2 separate regions of the Mus musculus genome follow, and region 2 is linked to region 1. A link is a contact called in public Hi-C data. All regions are on one chromosome and are shown on one strand. Each heading gives the region's core, a stretch centred on a gene start, on an enhancer-like site or on the middle of the called end of the contact. The rest is flanking DNA. Distances are from core to core; before and after follow the strand shown. Region 1 overlaps Gm14009 (a long non-coding RNA gene). Region 2 has its middle 6.0 kb from the start of Gm36154.

The links. A called contact is a pair of places that touch in the nucleus more often than the background predicts.
Region 2: a Hi-C map of liver shows a contact between it and region 1, with 2.3 times the contacts expected there. The contact joins two enhancer-like sites. A contact is called at or near these places in 3 of 484 Hi-C or Micro-C datasets (bone marrow-derived macrophages and liver) and 1 of 115 datasets of contacts at active chromatin or transcription factors (pancreatic cancer cells).

Annotation. Positions count from the first base shown.
Region 1 is chr2:128,169,789-128,175,955 of GRCm38.p6, forward strand. Gm14009 (a long non-coding RNA gene) reads left to right here. Exons shown (of 3, transcript XR_866719.1): 1 at 1-112. Among named protein-coding and RNA genes, the nearest start is that of Gm14009, 3.1 kb to the left of the region's middle. Within about 2 kb of position 4,598, at least 22 of the 459 cell types and tissues checked have an H3K27ac peak or open chromatin away from gene starts, as enhancers often do. A contact at or near this core is called in liver, where this site is marked.
Region 2 is chr2:128,469,191-128,475,871 of GRCm38.p6, forward strand. No RefSeq gene overlaps it. Among named protein-coding and RNA genes, the nearest start is that of Gm36154, 6.0 kb to the left of the region's middle. Within about 2 kb of position 4,216, at least 6 of the 459 cell types and tissues checked have an H3K27ac peak or open chromatin away from gene starts, as enhancers often do. A contact at or near this core is called in liver, where this site is marked.

The DNA.
Region 1 (6,167 bases), core at 3,348-5,847:
CTGTTTAATCGTGCATCTATTCATCCTACAAATGTTGGTTGAGTGCCTATCACCTGGCAGGCGCACACTAATTCAAGCACCCAGGAATCACTACGGACAAGACGCTTGCACGGTAGGAGCTTATCTTCAGTAGGTTGTAAGACAACAAACAGGTGAACGAGTGAACTCTCTCTCCAGCGTCTGGTGAATGTGTGAAAAAGCAAGCAAGGCCCAGTGTGGTGGCACGGCTCTGCAGAGGGGTTTCAGCCAGCACAGCCTGTCCTCCATGACCCCAGAATGAGCAAGAAGCAGCCAGAGGAGTGTAGTCCAAACCGACAGATTATAGACATGGTAATCGGGGGCAAGCAGAAGGCAAGCTGGTACGGCTGGAACAAACGGGAAATGGTGCAGGCATAGGCGTGAGAAGCAGACTGGCTGAAGGCCAGGAGAACGTGTCCAAAACTGAGTTAGCTCCGACTTTGGTGGGTAGGGGAAGGCTTTTGTCAAAGAGTCCCAGCAGCGGCAAGGGATTGTTTAGGGAGATCCCTTCCAACTCCAGATTACACGAGAATGAGCTTCCGTATGACTGAAAGCCAGCCATGACCTAGGGTGTTCTGCTGCTTATTAACAGGACATATGGGAGACAAATGGTAAAGACATACAAATAAAAAAGTCTGATAATATCGATGTATCATTCAGAGACTGTTAGTGCTGGGGGTTGAATGTGTCTCCCAGAAGTTGAGGTGTTGGAAACTTCCCTGAGTCATATGATGCTGTATTTTGTACTGGAGCCTTTGTGGGGGGCGGGGGGGGGTAGGATTATGTGGGTCACATGGGTAGTAAATACATTGATTACTTTTCTATACTATGATAAATACCATGACCAAAAGCAACTTGTAGAAGACTTTGTGTATGGCTTGCAGTCCCAGAGAAGAGTGGGGGGATGCTTGGGGTCGAGTGGCTGGAGCAGATCACGTCTTCAACCACAAATAGGAAACAGAGAGAGCTCACTGGAAATGGGGTAAGGCTAGACACCCTCAAAACCTGTCCCCTCCTCTTGTGACATACTTCCTCCAGTAAGGCTCCACCTCCTGAAGGTTCCACAACCTTCCTTAACAGCACCACCAAACAAGAACCAAGTGCTCATATACCGGAACCTATGGGAGCCATTTCTCATTCAAACCACCACAGGGGAAGACTCATATAACTTCATTAATAACTTTGTAGCATGAACCCCTAGCTAGCATGCTTATTCTGTGTCAACATGTGATTTCTACCAAGTTATGATTCAGGAAGAACACTCTAGCCAGATCTTAGGCACATATGGTACCAAGCTCTTGAACTTCCCAGTCTATAGAACCACCAGCCAAATAAACTCTTCTTTGTAAACTACCCAGCCTTGGGTGTTTTGTTACAGCAACAGAAAATAAGCCAATGAGATCTTTATTTTTAGACGTGCATTTAAGTATTTAGAGATGAGGAAACACCATATCTCAAATGTTCAAGGGGGGGAAATGTGCTTACAGGTGTCTCAGGAGTGGGTTGGTGTTTGGTGTGAGGGAGGACAAAGGAAAAAGGAAATATAACCAAGTGGTATAATGATACCTGAGGGGTCTGAGTGAAGGCTCTGAGTACAAATCTTCTCCACTTGTTTTGCACTTTTCTCTGAAATACTCAAGGATAAAAAGCAAAACCCTGCCAATTTACTTCAAAGGAAAAATGTGGGGAGTGTAGACTGAAGCTTTATGTATTTAGGCATGCATTACAGTGAGACACTCTCATAAACCAAATGCCCCAAAACAGAAACTTATATGTGTGTGTTCCAGTCCACATTGGTGCACACATGTATATGCACGTGTATGGAGGCCAGAGGCCAATATCAGGTGTCTTCCTCAGTCACTCCCCACCTCATTTTAGAGTCTCTTGTACATCATTGCTCTAATTCAGCTGGACTTGCTGGCTAGCAAGTCTCTGAAATCTTCACATCTCTACCTCCCCTGGGCTGGGCTCGCTTGTATATACTGCTGTATGGATATACTGGCTTCTTATGTGGTTGCTAGGGAACCCAGACTCAGATCCTCACATTTGTATGGTAAGCATTTGACTGACTGAGCAACACCCCCCAACACACCCCCCCGAGAAGATTTGCTGTTGCTGTTATTGTTATTGTTGTTATCACAGACAGTTGCTGTTATTGTTGTTGTTGTTGTTATCATAGACAGATGATGGACCCAATGGTCAATCTTCACCCCCATATGGAGCAGCTGTTACACACAGGCCAGATGGTAAAAAAATGGGGCATCCTCCAGCCCAGGGGTTTTTGTTTGTTTCTTTTGATATATAAAATACCAGGGGTAGGAGCCCATCTCTCCAAATCTCCCAGAGGCTCTACTATGAAAGTGACTGCAAGGTGTGTCTGGTCCCCATAGCCTCTGGATCAGAGAGCTTCCCCCAAATTCTCATGGATGACTCTAGAATCTGGGGAGCACTCCAGCGCTGTAGTTGGATCAAATGAAAACACGCAGGGTAAACATACTGAAGGACAGGTGCTTGCTGTTTGTTTAAATTGGTTGTAGTTGCAAAATGTTCAATTCTCATCTCTACTTCCCTCTGCCAATTTGCCCTGGCCCAGGCACTCATGATGCCTGCCAAAGGCAGGGTGAGTGGGAGGAGAGAGTAGGCTGGAGGGCCCAGGGCCAAGGCCATGGAGGGAGCAGGTGAGGCAGCTCCAATCTGCGTGCCCAGGGAGAGCCCAGTCATCAGGTGAGTCAGAGCCTGCTGTTGACAAACCTAAAGGGCCAGGTGAGGTCAGAGAGAAGGAGGAGCCGTGAGTGTGCCCTGGGAGGCAGAAGAGATGGACTTTCACGGCTAACCCGTATCAGTGATAGCATGGACCACTGTGGGCTTGATATCCCGCTCAGTGGGGTTTGATGCCTCAGAGGATCTTGGCACAAGGCAGGCATCATCGCCTCCTTAGGAACAAAGCCTGGAGGATGTGCAGAAGGTTCTAAGACTCCCTTGCAGCTATGCAGAGAAAGAGGAAAGTGGTCCTTTGCACTGAGGTCCAACCCACCAACACTGGCCCCAGTAGTAGAAAAACTCTTTAAGAAGGGGATTTCCAGCTATCAGTATCTCAAAGGCTCATCCAGAGATGGCTTTTTGTGACAGCTAACTATTCCAGACCAGACTTTCTCCTACCCACCCATGTGGGGCTGGGCTCAGCCCAGGTGCCCCTCAGGCCATTTAGATTGCCCCAGGCTGATCTCCTGTTGACTTGTAGGTACATGTACCTTGCTAGTTATATTTGAAGTTGTCCTCTGGGCTGAGGCTCAGCCCTCTGACTTGGTAGGACCTGAGGGGACCAGTTGAGTTGTAGGTACTTGTAGCACCATCTGCTAGGGGACTGGGAGGCATTTCCATGCCTGGTTAGGACTCTGAGGTAAATCTTCCTCATGTAAGCCGGATCCCCTCTTGGCCTCTTGACCTTCACCTTTTTGTAAAAAAAAAAAAAAAAAAAAAGTGCATGGCCAGTAGGATCCCCAGGACATAAAGGTGCTGTGCCTATCCCAAGGACCTGAGATCAATGGGGAAAGGAGAAAACCGACTCTCACAAGTGGTTCTCCGACTGCCACATCTGTGCCTGCTATGGAATGCTTGCACGTGTGTACACACAACGAAATGTAACCATTTTGTTTTTAAGGAGAACACTGGGCCCATTCAAATGAACAGCCTCTGGGCCCTGCCACCACTGTGTGTCCTCTGAAGTCCCTGTGAGAGTCTCTCCTCAGAATTCCACAGAGGCAGGATTTGATGTGGGGACTCCCCAGAAAGACGGGTTGGTAATCGTTCACACACAACCTCTCCTTTCAGACAGGTCGCTATCAGAACCTGGTGGCCACTGTAAAGCAGCAGTGTCCATGTGTCATCCGAAAATGACACTTGGGCAAAATAAATCCCAGTAAGCAGGGCTCTTTCCTGGAACACGCCACAGACTGCTTCTCAGAATGCCCAGTTCACTCCTACGGGTGCCCTTGCTCTCTCAGGGAACCTCCTCCCAGACAGCCAGAGGAGGATTCATTTTCCAGCCTTCCCTGACCACCACTCAGTGCTACCTTCAAACTGCATCCTCTGGCCTGCAGGCCTTCTGCACACGGTGAGCTTGCAGTGACTGGGGACTGTCAAGGAGGATCAGGCCCAGGGTTCTAGTGCTCTGGGAGACTGGGGCTGTGTGAGCCCCACTCTTTGTATCTCCAGTACTTTTGAGGACAGCAGAATTCTTCGTTCAGGGAAAGACCATGGCTGCTCCATCACAGACACGATGAGCAAACACAACATTGGAAGGGAAAGAGAGCGTCCTTCCCAGTTCCCTCCAGGCCTCTAGTACTATTCTTGGTGGGACTGTCTGCTGCGGGGCCTTTCTCAGCACAGCCCTGGGCAATGGGATAGAGAAGCACTGAGACCCATGTTTCTTTGAACTCTCTTTCACAGGAAATTTGGCTTCAAATTCTTGTACACCAGAAGGCCAAGGCAGCCTTGGGACAGGCACACTATGTCTCTTATCTGATGATGTCTGGACAGAGGCCTCTGGAAGCTCTTCTCGGAGCATCAAAAAGAGGCAGCTGGTGACCTCATGGGTCACGACTTTATTCCCTCCACTTGATTTCAAAACATGGGACTGACCTTCCTAGTTCCTGTCGGGGCTTTTAAGTTCAGACATGCAGACAGACAGACAGACAGACAGACGAGATGTGAGGGAGTACACTTGTTGCTCCTGTGACTAAAATCCCACAGGAGCTCAATGGTGCTGATTATTTATGGACCAGGGAAAGAAAGTGGGGGCCTGAAGCTGGGGAGATCTTGTTATCAGCTGAGCACAGCCATACTGACAAACCCCCTTTCCCAAAAGCAAAAATTCCTGAGAGGCAGGTGTGAAACCTAAAGGACTTTGTCCCCCTGAGTCATGATGTCAATGTGTGTAAACACCACCTCCGTGACAAAGTAATGCAGCAGCCAGGGACAATGCCGCGCTTCCTATTGGACTGCGCCTGTTTCTCTCTCTGTCCACAAAATACTACTTTCAAAGTCCACAAGTCAACGTTATAGAGCCAAGGGAGGAAATGACAACAGTCCTAAGCACAGTCTTGTTTTGTGTAATTTATGTTGTTTTGTCTGACTTTGAAGAACTGTAGGTTTATATAAAGTAAGCTAAATGTTTTCTTTCTGAAAACATCAAATGAAACTCCACATTCAAAGAGTGAAGAGTTCTTTGTCCGTGTTCCTAAGCGCTGAGAGCTTTCCTTAATGTGTGTTCTGTGACTGCAAGCTCTTCTCCTGAAGCCCAACACAGTTTTCTGTTGAAAAGTAGCCAGGATGGGAGCAAGCCTGGCCCAACAAGTGTCCTGAATGTTCGAGCTCCTTTTGTCATTGTAATGGGAGAGACACTCAGGAAGAGGGCCAGGACAGACTGAAGCTGTCCTGATCCAGCATCTGAGACAGAAAAGGCACAGACCTTCGTTGAGTATTGATTGATTGAATAGCCTCCAGATAACTTCTACCCACCTGCTGCTGCTGTCTGTGGGGCAGTTCTAATGACTGAATTCAGCTATTAGGGAGGCTGGGACAGTCCCCACCTCTGATGGCTGGGTCCAGCCTCTTCTGGGTTCATTTGGGGCCTTGGGTTGGGCTGAGACCAGGAGACAGCACTCCTCAATCTGTTGTGTGGTCCTCACAGATACCCAGTCTGGCAATGATGTACTAGCCATTTTCCTGACCTTATCACATATGACATCCGTCTGACCTATATTTCTCATATATGTATGCACGGACCTATGCTAGCTCCCACCTCCGGCCACAAGTGACAATGGACCTTTAGGAATCTCTGTGTACCATACACCTGAGGAAGTGCACGAGGGAAGGAGGAAAGCCACGTACCCAAGCAGCGCATGCCTGCAGAAGCCAGCGATAGAGGCTGCAAGGATACTGTGTTGTTGCTTGGCTTACAAAATACCAGAGAACAGCAACTAAAGTGAAGATGATTTAGCTTAGTTGGGCTCAGTTTGAGTCAATCATGGGACAGTCCCAGGGCCCGGGTGTGACACAATTGGTTCCATCACATCTGGAGAAGCAGTGCTAAATGAATACCGAAAGCCAGTTACATTTACTTATTTACTTATTTATATTCTTTTTAT
Region 2 (6,681 bases), core at 2,966-5,465, 300 kb after region 1:
CTCCTCTGACTCCTGTACTTAAATGCCTGCTTCCTAGTGGGTGATGCCGCCTTGTGGGTGGTTTATGGAACTCTTAGGGGATGTGACAGAGTTGAAGAAATTGGGGTATATTTAGGTTAAGCATATACATGTGTACGTGTGTGTTGGGCTTTATGCTAAGATCTTAGTGTGTTTTAGCTCACTGAAACCTGCTCAGTAGACAGCTTCAGAGAAAGCTCATCCCTCATACTTTGGAGAAGATAAGTCTCAATATTTTTCTCATTTTTCAGGTGAGGAAATTGAAGCACAGAATTATGAAGCCAGGCGAAAGATATATGTGTGCATTTATAATACATGTTTAATATATATTTACAACACATATGTGTTTATAATAATATACATATGTATATATATATATACATATATTGTATTAAGGGAGGTACTAAGTCAGCTTGTGTGAAGATAGCAATAACAGCAGAATCATCCCTGAGGGGCTAGGACAGCAGTCATTCGGTTTTGAGGCTGATTGTCCATTAGTCCCACAGTAGCTGTCTCCCACTGGAGAAGCCAGCACCCAGGAATTGCTCCATCCACAAGGTTGTGTGTCTCAGCAGTGCCAACCTGGCCCTGAAAACCTGGCAGATTCCTGGACCACAGTCATCAGTGGAAGTCTAGGAGCACTGGTTCTACTGTGAGGAAAGGAATCAGCAGCCTCAGGGTAAATCATCGCTGAAGCAAGAGGGGAGGCCAAGTGAATAAGGGCAGTAAGTGGGAGAGGGTCTTCCCCAAGCCACTCACACAATCAGGGCACATCTTCAGTTCAGACAGTTCCGGGGATTCTAATTTATGGAGAGTTGACACTAAAACCAACTGTAATGGGGGGGGGGGGGCGGGGGGCAGGGTATCCTCCTCCATCATACAAAATCCCTTGCTACTGCTGTGTCATAGAGGCATCAGGACTCCATGGGACCTGCATATGGAAGGGCTTGGGAGACCTCAGAGTGGTACACGCCACAGTTGCTGTCCCTGCCACAATTTTCTCTCGCGAACTGTGCCCTCAAACTGTAAGCCAAAACAAAGCCTCTTTCCTTCAGTTACTACTGATAGGTGTTCTGTTAATAATGAGAAACTGGTATGTCTGTATCCCTAGAGGATTACATGTAACTTTTGACAATGGCTGTGGCTTAAACTGACTTTACAAACAGTCTGGAAGCCGTAGACCAGATTGGTGAGATGCTAGTGACAGTTTCAGGCCCTCTGTACCTGCATGTCTGCTGAAGAGGGAGAGGATGTGGCTTTCACCCAGGAGATGCCACACCCAGTACTGAAGTCACATGGTACTGAGTGGCTCAGAGTTCCAGGGCTCCCAACAGGAAGTCGGCCTGAGAGAGTCTGGGAAAACATGTGTGCTGTGATCCCATGTGTACTCCAAGGGAAGGGCGCTGGCTGAGCAGAAGCCCATGGGAATTTCAGAGACGTTCCAACAGCAGGCCACAGAAGAATCAGAGTGTGGGAATGTGCTGAAAGGGGCACAGCCAAGGGCGTGGCAGGGGTGGGGAGGGGAGGGGAGGAGGAATAGAACCTACTGAAAAGGCTCAGAAAGACAAAGCCGCAGGAACTAAAAAGACTCCCCACAACCCTCCAAAGCCGACCTTAGATCCCCAGACTTCAACAAAGGCCTTACTTGTAATTCATAAAAGACAAAAATACCAGTTTGGGCAGGAAGGTGTGGAAAGAGAGAGATGAAGAAAGGTGGCCAGCCTTGCACTCTCACTTCCCATCCTCATGAATTTGAACCTTCTTTAACACACACACACACACACACACACACACACACACACACACCTTTGTGGATCAGGAGCTCTGAGTACTTGAGCATGTGGCCCAGGGTCCCCCAAACTTCTTGTCTTTTGGGTGGATATTTTTTCTTTCTCCTGGCAAGCCCAGCCCATAAGCTCTGAGATCTCGGGCAATAACAGTGAGAAGAAGACTGACTGCAGACTTACAGGGGCTGGAAAGAAGCAGGGTGGACAGGCCAGTGGCTCACCTGCTCACGGGCTCCTGGGAGACCCTGACATGGTAGGAGGGAAGCTGTCCCTTCTGAGAATCTGCAAGTCTCAGACTTTCACAAGCAGCAGAGATGTCAGTAGAGCTGGGACAAGCCAATGCATAGCCCTGAGATGCAGGTGGGTTGCCAAGCAAAACACAGGCTGCTGAGTTACATTTGAATTTCAGAAAGTCCATGGTGCTGAATGAGGACAAAAACTGCATAGTTAATAACCAAAAACATTAATGTGAGGCTAGTTAGCACTGTAATCCGCGAAAGCAGACTTAAGAAATCTTTCCACACATTTGTCCGCACTGTTCCCTGACCCTTAGAGAGGGAGGGTTGCTGTACAAGTCCCATTTGTGGCTAAGTACTCACAGTAGCCTGGTCTCAGCATTTGGAATAGCTGGGAGTCTCTACATTAACCACCATCTAGAAGAACAATACTAATAGATTCTCCCCTTGGGCTAGTGACATCTCTAGCCTTGGGTTTTGACAGTGTTTAAGCTACCAGGTATAACTTTTGTGAAGCAGGCCTCAAAGCCAATGAAGAGAACATCTGTTACCTTCATAAACAGTCTTGCCGCTATTGTACCGGTAAACATGTATCGCCTGATAGGTCAATATTATAACAATCAGGGTCCAGTAAATAAGAACATTGATTGCCCTACTCCCCAACAGCCTACACAACACTTTCCAGAACTACAACACTGACCAGGAGGAAACAGTTCCTGGTCAATTTAATATCAATTTGTTTGTGTCCTATAATCAGTGAAAGGGTCTTGTTATTTAGTTATAGTGGGGAACCAAGAGCCAAGACAACTGCCTATATTCTTTGGAAGCCTGTATTCGAGCCTCCCTGATCAATCATCCATGGGGAGGTGGTAACTTGTGCCTAGGGTCCAGATTTCCATGTAAGAACCTGTGTCTTTTTGGAACAGAATTGCTCACTTATGTTTGGTACCTCTGCTCAAACTCCTTTTTAAAGAAATGTATTTTTAACTAGTTTACAAACTAGTGGTGTCTCCTAACAGTTTTTCATACACCCTTAGTTAGGATTAATCCACTCTCTGCCCCTCCTTTCCCTAACTCTGCTCCCACCCCCTCACGAGTTTAGTGACCTTTTCAGGAACCTAGCTTCTGTGTCCTGGATTAGCCCCTATTTCCCCATTTTTCTACCTTTTCCCTTCTTTCAGCTCACTGAGAATCTTTGCATTCTTTTTCCGCGGAGTCTCGGAACAGAGATTATTTATTCGAAGTCTCCTCTCTCTTCTAACGCACGTATTTACTGCCGTAAATTTCCCTCTCAGAGTTCCATGAGTCCCACCCCTCCCCCCTTCTGATATCTGTGCCTTCTCATTTTTATTTAAAAGCAGTTTTTCTTTTTCAGTTTCTCTTGACACTGCCTCTTTGACCAGTGAACTGTCAAGTCTTTGGGGGACTTGTTCATTCACCGCTGTTATTGATTTCTGCCTTATTTATTGGGGTCCAAGAACACACCTGTATGCTTTCAATCTTTGCAGATCTGGTGACATTTCTTTTGTGAGCCAGAATGTGCCCTGTCTCGATGGCTATCTCGGGAGTCCCTGGGGGAAGATGTGTATTCCACTGTCGTTGAATGGATATGCCAGAGAGAGAGAGAGAGGGAAAAAAAAAGATTCCTGTCCTGGATACTTCTCAGATGGCTTTCAATTTAAAAATCAATGAATCTTCTTTTTTGAATTATCTGTTTAATGTTTTTGAACCACGGTTGATCACAGGGAGCTGAAACTGTGGCGAAAGCAGGGCTTTCAGGGTGGAGACTTCCCAGACAGCCTCCTGCCCAAAGCCTCCTTACGTTAACGTCTTGTAACTAACACAGTCCCGTGTCCCGGTTAACGGCGTATTGTTACTGACAAGGTCAACATTTTATTGAGATCTCCTGAGCGTTGCTCTAGGATCCCACTCAGCGCAGCACATTTCGTCTAGTCATCACCCTCCGTAGGCCTCTCTCGGTTGTGATATTGTCTCAAACTTTGATGTCTTTAGACTTGACTAGTTTTGAGGCAGCCTTGTCAAGATGCCTCTTTATTAAAACGTGTCTGAGTCTTTTCCCGTGGTCTAACCGAGGCGGCTAGTATTGGAATGAACACTGAGAAACCATGCTGGTCAGATCCTGTCCAGGATATGCAATGTGATCACGATCAATCAGTTGGCTTTGACCTTAGTAACCAGGCCATGGCAACCTTGGCCAGCTTCCTCTCCTGCCTCACTTTGCTTTTTACACTATTTGGAAGAAGTTATCGGGTTCAGTGAGATCTTGTCTCAAAAAATAAAGTGGGGAGGGACAAAAGAAGATGCGCAAAGCTGACCTCTGGTCTCTATAATCACAAGCACAGGCAAGCAGGTGCTCGGTCTCTGATGTTGGCCCATCCCCCATCAGTTGGTGTCTCTCTCTCTCTCTCTCTCTCTCTCACACACACACACACACACACACACACAGCATTTGCAGCGTGTTTGTCTTGGGTCAGTACCATCCCTTGGGGTTAGTTCCTTTGTGCAAACAGCATGTGGTTCCCGGCCTGGAGAACTTTCTGCAGTGTAGTTTCCTTTGCTGGCGCACGTCGAGTCTGAACTTTCCAGCAATGCCAGTGTCAATGGGATGAATGCAGTGTCCTTTGAAGCTCCTGCTGCTCCTGGACTTGGCTCTGGTCTATTTTGCTTCTTTTATTTGAAACAAGAGAGCTCTATTTATATGAGAAATATTTTAGCTCTCCTTTCAGATCTTTAATGCTTTTTAAAAAAATTTTTTTTTGAGGTTTTTCGGATATCCCCGACAGAATCACCTGAAGGAAATCAACTTTCCCACAGTGTTCACTCTTAATATTTTTTTAACCTCATGTGTTTATTGGCTTGGTGTCCAGCATCTCTGCTCCTGGTTAAATTTTTAGTTCTGTCAAGCCAGGACCCTTGACCATTTTTCCTTTGGCCGTGAGCCCATAACCATGCCCAAAGCAATAAGCACTGTGTAAACACTGATGAAACGAATCGTGTCGAATCCAGTTGAGTCGGTTTCAAGGGGACTTCAAGTTACTAAAAGGTGGGACTTTAGGCTTCAGAAGTTGTTAGCAGAAAAACCCAGCTGTTGGATCACAGGCTCTGCAAGTGTGGCTCTGGGTTGCTGTCTCACCCAAACAGCCTACAAGTGCTGGCTTCAACAATGGAAGTCCTTTCCAGTGCCATGGGTTACAGGTGACTCAGGAGAACATAAGAATAATCCGGGGGTGAGCAGGTGCCTGCCAGGGGCCGTTAAAGGGGTGAGAACAATCTGCTCTTGCCTTCACTGCAAATATAGGACTGGAGCTGGAGGTTGCACAGAGGAACAAACCCGAGAGCCCTGGGAATCCAGTACAGGGCTACTGTAAGAGAGAGCAAGCCATGCAGGAGTGTTGGGAGGATGGACAGAAAGCTCCAGCCCTGGACTAACATCCAGGTGGCCTGCCTTGAGCAGAGGGCACCAACTGTAGCAGAGTGCAGTGTAGGGTCGAAGAAGGAGAACCCACAACACAGACACAGCAGACAGGGAGCTGGTTTACAGGACCAAGGTGACTTTGGTTCTGACTGGTATCCCCAGTAAGGGGCTGGTGGTGGTAGTGGCATTACCACTGTGAAGAGGGTGGTTGACATTTTCTGAACACTTGTTTCTGCCCGTTTCCATGGTAAATGCTCATACCTGCTCTTTCTCTCTCTCTCTCTCTCTCTCTCTCTCTCTCTCTCTCTCTCTCTCTCTTAAAAAGACAGCAGCAGAAGACAGCAGGAAGAGGAAGGGGGAACAGCCTGCGCCCTGTGTACCTACAACAGGGCATGGGGAGCTTAACAGATTTTAATAGAAAAATATTGTTTCAAGTGCTTGCTTTGGTATTTATTTATTATTTTTTACATTTTGTGTTGTGTTGTTTTGTTTTGTTTCGTTTTGTTTTGTTTTGTTTCAAGACAGGGTCTCACTATGTAGCTCTGGCTGTCCTGGAACTCACTATGTGCCAGGCTGGCCTTGAACTCACAGAGGTATGTCTGCCTCTGCCTCTCAAGTGCTGGGATTAAAGGTGTGCACCACTATTCCTGGCTTGGGTTCATATATTTCAAAAATATTTTTGAGTCGGGTGTAGTTGACACATGCCTTTAATACCAGTTCTTGGGAGGTAGAGGCAGGTGGATCTCTGTGAGTTCAAGGCCAGCCTGGTGTATGTAAGGAGTTCCAGGACAGCCAGGGCTACATAGAAGGCCTTGTTTCAAAACTAAATTAGTAAGTAAATGTAGGCATAAAGTTTTTGCAACTTACTTTTTTTTCTTTTATTGGATATTTTCTTTATTTATATTTCAAATGTTACCCTTTTCTCAGTTTCCCCTCCAGAAACACTCTATTCCGTCCCCGCTCCCCCTGCTTCTATGAGGGTGCTCTCCTACCCACCTACTCCTGCCTTCCCGCCTTGGCATTCCCCGACACTGGGGCATCAGGCCTTCATAGGACCAAGGGCCTCTCCTCCCATTGATGCCTGGCAAGGCCATCCTCTGCTACATATGTGGCTGGAGCTATGGGTCTCTCCATGAATACTCTTTGGTTGGTGATTTAGTCCCTGGGAGCTCTGCGGGGTCTGGTTGGTTGATATTGTTGTTCT